Regions from separate parts of the Oryctolagus cuniculus genome. Here region 1 is linked to region 2. The links are chromatin contacts, called in public Micro-C maps. All regions are on one chromosome and are shown on one strand. The core of a region is the stretch at or near the end of the contact, and the rest is flanking DNA. Distances in the headings are between cores, read along the strand shown.

What was found. A called contact is a pair of places that touch in the nucleus more often than the background predicts.
Region 1: a Micro-C map of ear pinna shows a contact between it and region 2, with 2.8 times the contacts expected there. The contact joins two enhancer-like sites. A contact is called at or near these places in 3 of 6 Hi-C or Micro-C datasets (ear pinna, skin fibroblasts and an unstated tissue).

The regions. Positions count from the first base shown.
Region 1 is chr2:131,208,070-131,213,289 of mOryCun1.1, reverse strand. All of the region lies in intron 43 of DYSF (dysferlin), which reads left to right. Among named protein-coding and RNA genes, the nearest start is that of DYSF, 150 kb to the left of the region's middle. Within about 2 kb of position 2,464, at least 1 of the 8 cell types and tissues checked has an H3K27ac peak or open chromatin away from gene starts, as enhancers often do. A contact at or near this core is called in ear pinna, where this site is marked.
Region 2 is chr2:131,058,077-131,063,457 of mOryCun1.1, reverse strand. All of the region lies in intron 2 of LOC127488392 (a long non-coding RNA gene), which reads left to right. Among named protein-coding and RNA genes, the nearest start is that of DYSF, 300 kb to the left of the region's middle. Within about 2 kb of position 2,572, at least 1 of the 8 cell types and tissues checked has an H3K27ac peak or open chromatin away from gene starts, as enhancers often do. A contact at or near this core is called in ear pinna, where this site is marked.

The sequences.
Region 1 (5,220 bases), core at 1,215-3,714, 150 kb before region 2:
TATTTCTTTAAATATTCCCCTCTCCCACCCCCAAAGCCCCACTTCTGACCATTCTGATCCCTGTCGTCCTGGCAGGTTTGAGTTTTGCCTCGGTTGGCTCGAGCTGGCTCTTGCTCATGGTGTCTCGCTCCTTATGTGTTTTTCTATTTTTTGATTGTGAACTCATGTTCCTTGGAACTTTGTCTGAGAATTCCTTGAGGCCTGGATGGAAGTCACATTCTTCCAAAGAGTGTGTGTGTTTACTTTCACCACATGCCTGGAGACACTACAAACCCAGATTCACTTACAACTAAATGTTCAGCTTGTGGCTTTTGGGTCCCTTAGTATGCATTCTGGCTCCTTGGTTCTTTGGGATTTTTCCTTTCTCATCTGCCCTTAAGGATTTTCTTTACATTCCCATTAACTCAGTCATGCATTTAAAGTGGATTTTAAAGATATATGTTAATTTAGGTCTTCTTTCTTGGAGGGTTTCTCTGGTTGTCTGGGTTGTCATTTTGCTGGAAATCAAAGCCTTTGCTGTAGTTTTAAGTTGGACAGTCGTGTTGCTCATCAAGCAGGTTTTCTGTCCTTCAGGGCCGCATTTGTGAACAGAAATCAACAGCTTGTTTGCTTCTGGTTCTCATTCAGCTCTTCAGCATAGCATTTGTCTTGTTTCTCAGCTTATGCTTTTATTTTGCACCAGAAGATGTTCTCTCTGTGTTTTGGTTGGCCTCGGGGAGGGAAGTCCTTGCTTGTCAAGTGCTGGGACAATAGCTAGATTCTGTCCGTTAACACATGGCCCCTTCTAACGCCACACTCAGATAAAAGGGAGAAGGAAATAGTTTAGATTTGCTGTAGTGTTTCTTTGCCAGTCAGAAGTCCAGGAGGGTGGGAGAGGGAAGAGGAGTCGGACCCTCCCCTGGGGCTTTCCCCCTGGGCTGCAGTTTGTTTGCTGCATTTGTGGTGGTGGTCAGGTGTTATCCAGAGTGCTGTGGGCGCCTCTGTGGGAGTTTAAAAGTAAGGAGAGTCGCTCCCAGCAGACCCACGGCCCAGCAGTGTCCCTTTCGGGAAATTTCTGTAGTCTTGGCTGAGCGCATTCTTAACCTGGTGGGTTCAGACACTTGCTGGGCTGGTTTTTTTCAGGGTTGGAGGCACGTTGTTTAAACTTCTCAGCCGAGGCTACGAGTTTACGAGTTCACAGTAAGCAGGAGGTCTGCCCGGGGCATGTGACCCTGGACGCTGGCCAGCCCTTGCTTTCTCTATGGGCTCCGCAATTGGGAAGACGGATTGCTGGAGACCAGACAGAAGCCAGAGTGAGCCGAAGAGTCTCTGTGACTGATCATCTGTTTCCAGAGGCAGTGCTGGTCCCTGGCCTAGGCTTCCTGTCCGCCGAGGCGCTGCTCTAGACAACTGTCCTCGTTCAACCCTCACTGCTCTTTCTGGACCTGTCCGTTCCTTCCTCACTGACCTGTTCTTTCTCTAGATGTAGGCAGGCACTCGTCCCACTTCCGGTTAAGGCTTAGTGGAGAAGGCATTTTTCCCTGTTGAGATGATGTCGTCTCTCCTTGCTCTGACCTGCTCTGCATTTATTTCATGGTAGATTCTCCAAGGGCAGCCCCATTGCCCTTAATGCCAAGTCTTTTTTTGGGTTGGGTAGGGGGAAATGCCTCATTGCGACTCCTGAGTACTGACAATTTACCCCAAGACTTTGAAGCAGAGCTTTTCTGAGCCAAGGCATCAATTACAGGGTGTGGCTCCCAAGTGAGGAAGCGTTTCCAGAAGGCATCCGGGGCAGCTGGCTCTGAACTTCATGGTTGCACCTCTGGAGGAGTCTCTCAGCATTCATGCTGTTACCTGCACTTGTGCACGTGTCAAGTGTGCTAATTGGGAAGATGCTCGGGTTCTCCTCCTGTGGGTTTCCTGGGGACGTGTATTGGGCCATGTTGGGTGAGTGGGAATGACGGTATGTGCTCGAGCGTCCCAGACCTCTGCTCCCTTACGAACGTCTCTGGTTTAGATGTGTTGCCGGTGAAGCCCGCCTACCCCCAGGCCCGCTAGTTCTGATGAGGGAGGTTTGATGCCCGTCACCGGTGGAATCTGGACCTTCCTTTGTGACTCATTCTTTCTCTCATTTTCTCAGAGCAAATACAAATCGCCCATCAAATGACAAGTGAAGGCACAGGGGAGGCGAGGGAGGGAAATCAGAGCTGCAATCTGTTAGCTATTTGGAGTAATTGGTTATTTGCTGTGTTTGCTGGTTGGGAAGCAGAGCACATACTTTACGGTCTCTCCTGTTACGGGGGCTGGAGTCACCCGCCGATATTGGATCCTTGTTGCTGGAGCCCTTGGCTCCGGGCGCCTTTCCCCTGCTTGGCATTCCTGTGGTCTCCTTGGGGGTGCACCCCTCCCCTCCCCCCCATGCTCACTGCAGGGGGGACAGCCCGGGGTGAAACTTGTCTGGCAAACTCCAGGGCCCCATCAGGGAGGAGGAGGCCCCAGCTCCCTCCGAGCAGCCCTCCCTGCCTCTGCCTCCACCTCTACCCCAATCCTGCCAGGACCCCTTCCCCAAGTGGCTTTAGAGAGCAAAGGTTCATCTTCCTACAGGGACATTCTCCAATTTCTATGATAGTCTCTGGACAGGAAGTCCTCTCCAGGATCTATGGTGATGCCTTCCTATTGCCATTGGTCCTGTCTCCCCTCTAGACTGGGTCCAACCAGCACTTGGAAGCTGGTGCAGCTCACTGCTGAGTGCAGCCTATTCTGAGGGGACTCGAGGAAGATTATGAACCTAGCCCGTGTCTTCAACACCCCTCGACACTAACTGAGGCAGAGGAAATCAGGGTGAATTAGTAGCCAGTTCAACATAGCAAATATTTGAAAAGCAATGTGATTTTGCGTATGAAAATGCATGTAGTAACTAGAAAGGCAATTGACTTTGGCACATGGTGGGCTCCCCCCAAATCCTTTCAAAATTGAATTTAAGATCGCTAATATTAGTGTCTGTAGTTTGATGAATGTTTCTGCAGTCCTGGGACGTCCTTCAAAAATAGTTTTTCTCTTAAGTAGTTTGTTGGAACTCTTGTGAAGCGAAACTGTCTGCGCAAGCAGAATGAAGGCAGGGTAAGCTTTCGCCCAGGCCCGACTGGAATCATCACAGATTCTGAATGAGTGGTGTTTCATTGCTTTCTCCATAGATTTGAAGGATCTGATGGGATCTTCTTTCACTCAACCTCTTGAATAGAATCTGATCCTCCAGGCTTTCTGCGTGGGTGTATGTGGTCATGCGGCCCTCATGAGGATCAAGTCAGGGGCCAAGTGTCTATCTTGGGCTCCTGATTCTGGGAAAAGTTAGTGAGCCAGGACTCCCCACAGGGCCCCCACCCCATGTGAATCCTCCCCCTGAGATGGGCCGAGTGAGAGGATCAGGACTCTCAGCATCTGCTTGACTGCTGGGTTGGGCACACTCGCCAGGCCTGTGGAAGCAGTGGGGCGCCTTGGTTAAAGATCTTCCCTTCCCGTCTCTGCCGATCAAGCTTGGAGCCAGAGCCTGCAGAGTTATAATACCCTCAACAGACAACAAGGCTGGACAACAGCGAGTGTCAACAAGAGGGTGAAAGCCCAGTGTTCCACTTGTGGAAGTAATTAAGCACTTTCTGTTATGAGTGTGTAGAGTTCTGCTGAATCAACATGGTAGCTGACCGTGGGCATATGTCTGTGTGGTTTCAGGGGGCGCGAGCGGTTTGTAGGCTTGGGGTGGGGTAGGTCTGAAGTCAGGGTACTTGCATATCTGAGGGTTTGATCTACGTGTAGGCATGAGTACTTGGACATTACATATGTGTTTGTACTTATGTATGTGTGAGCAGATAGTCTGTTTCTCAAACCTTGGGCTATTAAAGAATTTGAGGAATAATCCTATTGTTATTCCAGTCAACACAGCTGTTGTGCTTGGAGTGGAAGTATTGGGACTCAAACTGATGATGCTAGCAGCATCAACAAGAACATTTATCATGACAGCTTGACAGGTCATAGAATACCCTCACAGATACCAACTCAGAGCTTCACAATAATTCCAGTGTTGGATCGTTATTATTATCTTGATGATCATGATTTATACTAAGAGAGAAATTACTTTACTTTCAACCCTGTCTGGAATATTTACTTCTCGATTGACATAGGCAATGAAGGCCTGCTTAAAATCATAAAAAAAAAAAAAAAATAACCAGAGACTCCTGCTTTATACGCAGCTGTAGAGTTCCATGTAGTGACCCAGAGTTTAACAACATAAGCATAGGCATCAATGAATTTGACCAGAAACTTTTCTCTTTGATTCAAGTGGTCATCCTGGGAGAGGATATCAATTCTGCCCCTGCTCCTGCCCCCGTCTTGACTTCAGAGTTAGGATTGTTGCTGACAATGTTGCTCTCCCTGTTCCTGAAATGTGTTAGGCCCACTGAATGATGATGGGAGAGTAAATGTTTGGAATGTGCCCTGCTGATTTGAGTCTTTGGAGGGATTAGGGTGCCCATTAGCCTGGATCAAGCTGAGAGAAACAAGTCTTTGTTACCTGGCCCTGGTTGCTGAGGAACTGAATGTTGGCTATTAGCTGAAATTGCAGAGGCTTCCAGTCTGGCTTGGTTGGCTTGGTTGGCTGACTGGGTGATGAAGGGTCTTGGAGCATGGGCATAGGAGGATAATGTTGTAATGGCCAGCCTTCTTATTGAAGCCTGGGATGACACGTCAAAAATCAAGCCTTTTGCATTTCTTCCCCTCCTTGCCATGTTCAAAGACTAGATGCCTAGCTCTTGCAGAATGAGGTCAAGAACAAACTCGGAATTGGAGAACATAGGCCATTTGCCTTTCGGAGCTGTGGAGTATGAGACTCCACTCATGTCAGAAGGGTAGTTGGCTTTGACACATCTGGGTTAGGATATGGAAGAGCAGCCCTGTTTCTCGGGGTTGGGGGGCTGTGCTTGTGGGTATGCTAACTTATTCTTGGACTTTCTGGTGGAGAGAAGGAAGAAGTAGACTCGAAACAACTCCATCAGAAGTCAGATTAGTGTATTAGCAGGAATAATATTTTCATCCTTAAGTGTGTTAAAGATAGAACTATTTTTTTTCAGTAAGTCAACTTGATCTCTCCTTGGAGCCCACATTTTTTCCTGATGACAGGAAAGTCCTGGTAATCTTCAGCATTTTAGGGTTAAATTTCATCAGTTTGGGCTTTCTTTTATCTCCCTCACC
Region 2 (5,381 bases), core at 1,323-3,822:
CTTTCTTTCTTGACACAAATAGCCTGTGGAACAAAGGGAACTGGGGATTTGGATTATTTATACAGTCAACACGAAGCAAGTTGTGGTCTATTTAAATTCTTCTTTATTAGGCCGGGAAATTCCATGGCAAACACTCAGACAGTAAGGAAACCTCCAGCACAGCGGCTCCCAGCTCCCGCCATGGCTGTTTAGTTCCCCATCCCCTCTGCCCTGCTCCTAACCCTCTACCCTCTGACCCCCGCTGCTTCTTCCGCCCCAGCTCCTGATTTCACACTCGACCCCTCCGTTCCTCGTCGCACACGCAGATTCTGCTGTATCCCTCCCACACATTGGCTCACATTTGCTTCTCTCAGCCTCCATTGCCCTCACCTGCATTTCTCAAACCTGTGCCACAAGGCCTGGCCTCACTCCTGCCATCTGCTTCCCTGAGTTGGGAGGACAGCTGGACACCAAGCCTCGCACTTCAGAGCCGACTGCCAGGTGCAGCGTGGGGGAGATGGTGATCAAAATCCGAGCTAGCGAGAAGGCTGGGCAGGAGGCAGGTCAGAGGGCCGAGCCTCTCTGGGGTGGACTCTGTTGGGTCAGTCTGAGTGGGGCAGGAAAGGGCTGTGTCACCCAGGAAGGGTGGAGCCACCAGGGTACTCCAAGTCCCCAGCAAATCCAGTGCCCGCTGGAGACAAGTTGCAGGATCTGATGCTGGTGCTGATGACGGGGCCTTTGCTGCTACCTGGGCTGAGCCAGGGCAGGGCCTGGGGCTGAGCATGAGGAGACCCAGAAGATGCAGGGTCCACGCAGGGGGCTTGGGGTCTGCAGGGTCGGGCCTCTCCTGCCTTGTGGAGGGCTCTCTGTCCTCCGTCCCAATGATGGGCCACACCCTCTCTTTAGTCCTGAGTTTATCCAGAGATGGTGGGTTGAGGAGGGGGAGCCTCCTGCCACTCTCCTGCCACTGACCTGGTCTCCACTGAATTGCCCTCTTGTTTTTCTCCCCAGCCTGACCACGTGCCTCGTGAGGATGGAGCAGTTAGAGGAGCCTCCTTGTGACCCTGTGCCTGGCACATAGCTCCCTGAGCTCAGTGGGTGGCACTGCCAGGGGTGGGGGCCCAGTCTTTCTCCCTGTTCCCCCCTCCCACAGAGGAGTCTGTGTCCAGAGAGGAAGCCCACTGAGGGCTTAGGGCCCCTTGTATAGCTCTCCTGCTGGTTGGCTGTGCTGGGGGAAGGGAAGAGTTTTCTGATGTTGGTGCTAAAGATGAGGCCTTCCTCACCTGAGAAGGAGACTCCCAGGGAAAGGGCCCTGCGCCCTACACCACCCCCAGGAGACTTAGCTGTTGTTGAGGCCAGTGTTTAGCATTGTTGATGAGTAACCTGGGCAGGGGGAGAGACGCTGCCCCTTGCAGATGGCCAGGTGTCAGCTACTGTCTCCAAACGGCAGCCGGGAGGGCAGAGTGAGGGCTGAGAACTGGCTGCCCATTGCCACCTCCCTGCTGACCCTGCCCTCTGGGCCTGTCCCTGCTGCCACCTCTGGGCCTGTGTTTCTGATTAGCAGCCCCAGCTGTGTAGCATTAGTTGCATTTTTCCAGGATGAATCTTGGTTGTGACTTCCTGCCATGGGTCTGAACCAGCTGCCTGCCTTTGCCGCCTGCTCTTCATCCCAGTCCCCTGGGCTACCCTGAACGCCCTCACTGCCACGGGACTCCTGTGTCTTCTAGGGATGGGGGCCCAGCTACTGCTCACCCAGTGGAATCTGGTTGGTTTTCAGATGTGGCTCCTTCAGGGTGGGTGATAGAACCCACACCTTGGTACATGGCCTGGGGTGAGGGCAGAGCGCGCCAGGGCCAGGGAAGTGCTTGGGGAAGGCTCCTCAGGCAGAGGGTATCACTGTGTCTAGTTCACAGGGTCTTTCCTCCACCCGGGTGTTGACAGAAGCTGTGCCAGCCGCCTCTGTCCTCCGGTTTTCTGGGGCCTTCTGGTGAGCTGCTCAGTGAAGACCCGGAGCCAACAGACCCAGTGCTCACCTGGGAGGTAGTGAGCTTGCTGTCCTGCAGGTACATGCCCTTGCTTCTCATCCGATCCTGACCACCTTCCTGTAAGGGGCCAGGGCAGGAGTGAGCTTGACAATTTGGGAGGAAGAAACTGAGGCTGGAGTGAGTGAGTGTACACTGGAGCCAGAGGTGAGGCCAGCTTAGTTCTCTGTGAGCTCAGTGAGCCTCCCCTCTGGACCCAACCAGGCTCTGAGAGACTACAGCCCCAGGCCCCAGCCGAGCAGCTGGCATGTCCTCTCCTCCTCTCCAGCCCCCGAGCTTCCTGGCCAATAGCCCAAATCATTCCATTCGACAGCTCCATTGCAGACAGGCTCGGTTCAGACGCTTGTGCTCTGTGCCAGGTCCGTGATCTGGGACAGGTATGTGACAAGCGAAAGCCCAGGAGGAATCACCTGAGTGCGGGGCCCATAGAAGGTGGCTCACTGTGGGCACACACAGGCAGGGCCCAGTGCAGAGCAGGCCCCAGGCAGGCCAGAGGACCCGCAGTGGAAGAAGTGAAGCCAGCATGCTGAGGGGACATGGCTGCAGCTGGCCTCAGGGGTCCTGGGCACCAGGGAGACTTGTTCGCTCCGGGAAGGAGGTGGAGGCTAAGCAGGGGACACCTGTGTCCAAGAGCAACTGGTTCTTGACAGTGCTGAGCAGAGAGATGCGGGAAGCAGCATGGAGTGCCACACGCTCAGGGAGGGAGAGAATGCTGTAGTTGTAGCCTTAGGGTCCGGCTGTGGGTTGGAGCTACTGCATGTGGACCAGACCCTGCTAGGAGAGCAGGGCTACTGCCTGCTGCCTTTCACCTGGGCTGCTGCGGGCGTGCTGTGTCCTCAGCCGTAGCTCACCTTGGAGCCCCAGTCAGCAGGCTCACTGGAGTCTCACGTGTACTCAGAGAGTTTCCTGGCCAAAGCGGTGTGTGACATGGGGCAGGGGACAAGATTGTGCCGGTGGAAGCCTCTGTCCACTGGGGAACACGCTGTCCCTGCCCTCAAAGAGGCCTCTGTTGGTCTGAGACATCCTGATGCCCTAAAACTGCCGGCTTCCTTTGCCTGGGACTAATGGTTTTATTCCTTTAATTCTCTAGTTATTTTAGGCAAATGTGAGCTGTCTCTTTAATCATCTGCTATGAGCTGCCAACAGCTGCATTTGGCTCTGCTGAGACTGTGAATGAAACTTGTGTCTGTCTCCCCCATCCCAGGCGGGTTCTGTCCTCTCTGTCTCCTTGATGGCCGGTGACAGGGTGTTAAGTGTGTGGTTGCCTGCTGGGAACGCGGTGCTGGTTTGCCTGGGCCATGTCAGCAGGATCTCGGAGCTAGGTGGACCTGTGACAACCTCTTGCATGACAAAGGACTTCCGCTTCCATCTCATACCTGTTGAGACGAGAAGCTCACTACCTTCTCATCTGCTCAAGGGCTACAAGCCAGGCCATGGGTCAGGGCAGGCTGCCCTCCAGAGGCAGCTTCCCAGGGTCCCCCGAGCCCTCTGGTGGTCACTCCGGAGCTTGCTGCTCACCCCAGGGTACTCTTGCTGCCCTCAAGTGGACTGAGGAAGTGTCTCTCCCTCCCCTGTGGCAGCCCTGAGGCTACCCCAGAGTTTCCTTGTGCTGCCCACCAACCATAAGGGGAAGGGTTGCAATGCAGGTGTGCCACTGTCTCCCTGTAGGACGCTCTTTGGGCAGGTCATCCTGCCCGTCCTCACCCTTGCTGCCCCGCCCTGGCACACACACAGCCGGGGTGTCCCTGAGGTGTTCCTGCCTACTCACTGAGGCCCAGGGAAGAAGGGACCAGGGACTAAGGACAGGCAAGGGGGGAGGCGGGAAGCAGGGTGATGCCATCCCTGTGTGATGTCAGCCTGGGGTCTCTCCCAACATGTAGCCGGAGGGCCCAGCTAGGTGCAAGCTAGAGCTAAAGTGTCCCAGTCATGGGGCTCCCAGGGGTGGAGGCCTTCCTTTTTCAGCCCGGGAGGCCAGCAGAAAGTGCCGCACCCCAGGTGTCTTAGCTCAGAGCGTGGCTGCTCCAGCTGCCCTGGGGAGGAGTGTGAGGAAGGATTCTCTCTTCCCTGTCACTGCCACACCGCTGTACCCACCGTCACCGTCTCTGCAGCTGAGCCTTTCAGAGCCACGTCTTGGTAGGAGGGGCAGCAGGGGATCTCGGCTGTGACCTTAAAGAATCACCAAAGAGTCTGAGATGACAGAGGGAAGTGAGAGGCTAGTGGGACTCGGGCCAGCCCTTGGGTTGTGGAGGCTGGAGCACTGTGGCCCTCCCAGGGTCTTCAGGCAGAGTGCAGACGAGGCTCCACGCTCCCAAGCCCTCCAGTCCTTCGTCCTGTGCCTCCAGAGATGAACTGCCTGTGGGCTTGGCACCGGATAGGGAGCACCCCCGTTCAGTGAGGGCTTCTCACCCTTACCTCGCCCCCAGCAGGCAGCCTGCACCGTCTAGTTCCCTCACGCGGCCTCCCCCAGTCTGAGCTGAAGTCCAGGCCTCCGGGTCCTTCCTGCAACCCCTGGGGGTTTCCCCTTCAGCCCTCCGGCACATACCTCTTCCAACAAAAACCTCCATAGCTCCCTGCGAACTTGCCATAATTTATAGGCACGAGGCAGTCCAAGTCCATATGGAGAAAAGTAGCATTCCTCTCGAAGCAGCAGCCCAGCCAGGAGACGGGGGCTGCTGCTGAGCGGTGTCCCTGTTCCCACGTAGAGCCGGGGCAAGGCGGCGGCAAAGGCAGGAGCTGGTGATGCCAGCCACACAGCTTTGCGGGCTCAGGGAGACCACTTGTGTCCCAGGATGTTGCCCTGGGATGCAGAATGCCTCCAAGATTTTTTTTATTTATGTTGATTGATTTGCCTAAATGGTGGTCTTCCCAGAACAAAGGGACCACCCTCTTTCTCAAAGGTAAATTTGAGCCGCCTCCTTTAGATAAGCCCAGAAAGGTGAGCCACTTTCAGACTGTTCCCCCAGGTCCTTACACCCAGGGCGCCACTCGCCTTTCCCAGCAAACCCCGCCAGGATCAGGTGTTCCCAGCCCTGTTTTGTGGAGGGAGCAGCTGAGGTTTGGGGAGGTTGAGTTGCTTCTACTCTGATGAGGTGCGAAGAGGAGGAGGGAGGAGGCAGGAGGCAGAGCCCATGCTGTGGGCGCAGCCACCTCACCCCTCCCATCCCAGTCCTAGGATGTCCCACCAGGAGAGGAGAGCACCGGCACGCAAGGGGTTAAGTGCTGTCCTGTGGAAGCAAAGTCATCCCAACACCACCCCCCTCCCCCGTTTTCTCTTCCTTTTCCACTGAGCTGACCTTTAAATTATGGCATCAGCTGCCGTGCCAGACACGCTGCGATTTCCCCTCACTCCATCTGCCCAGC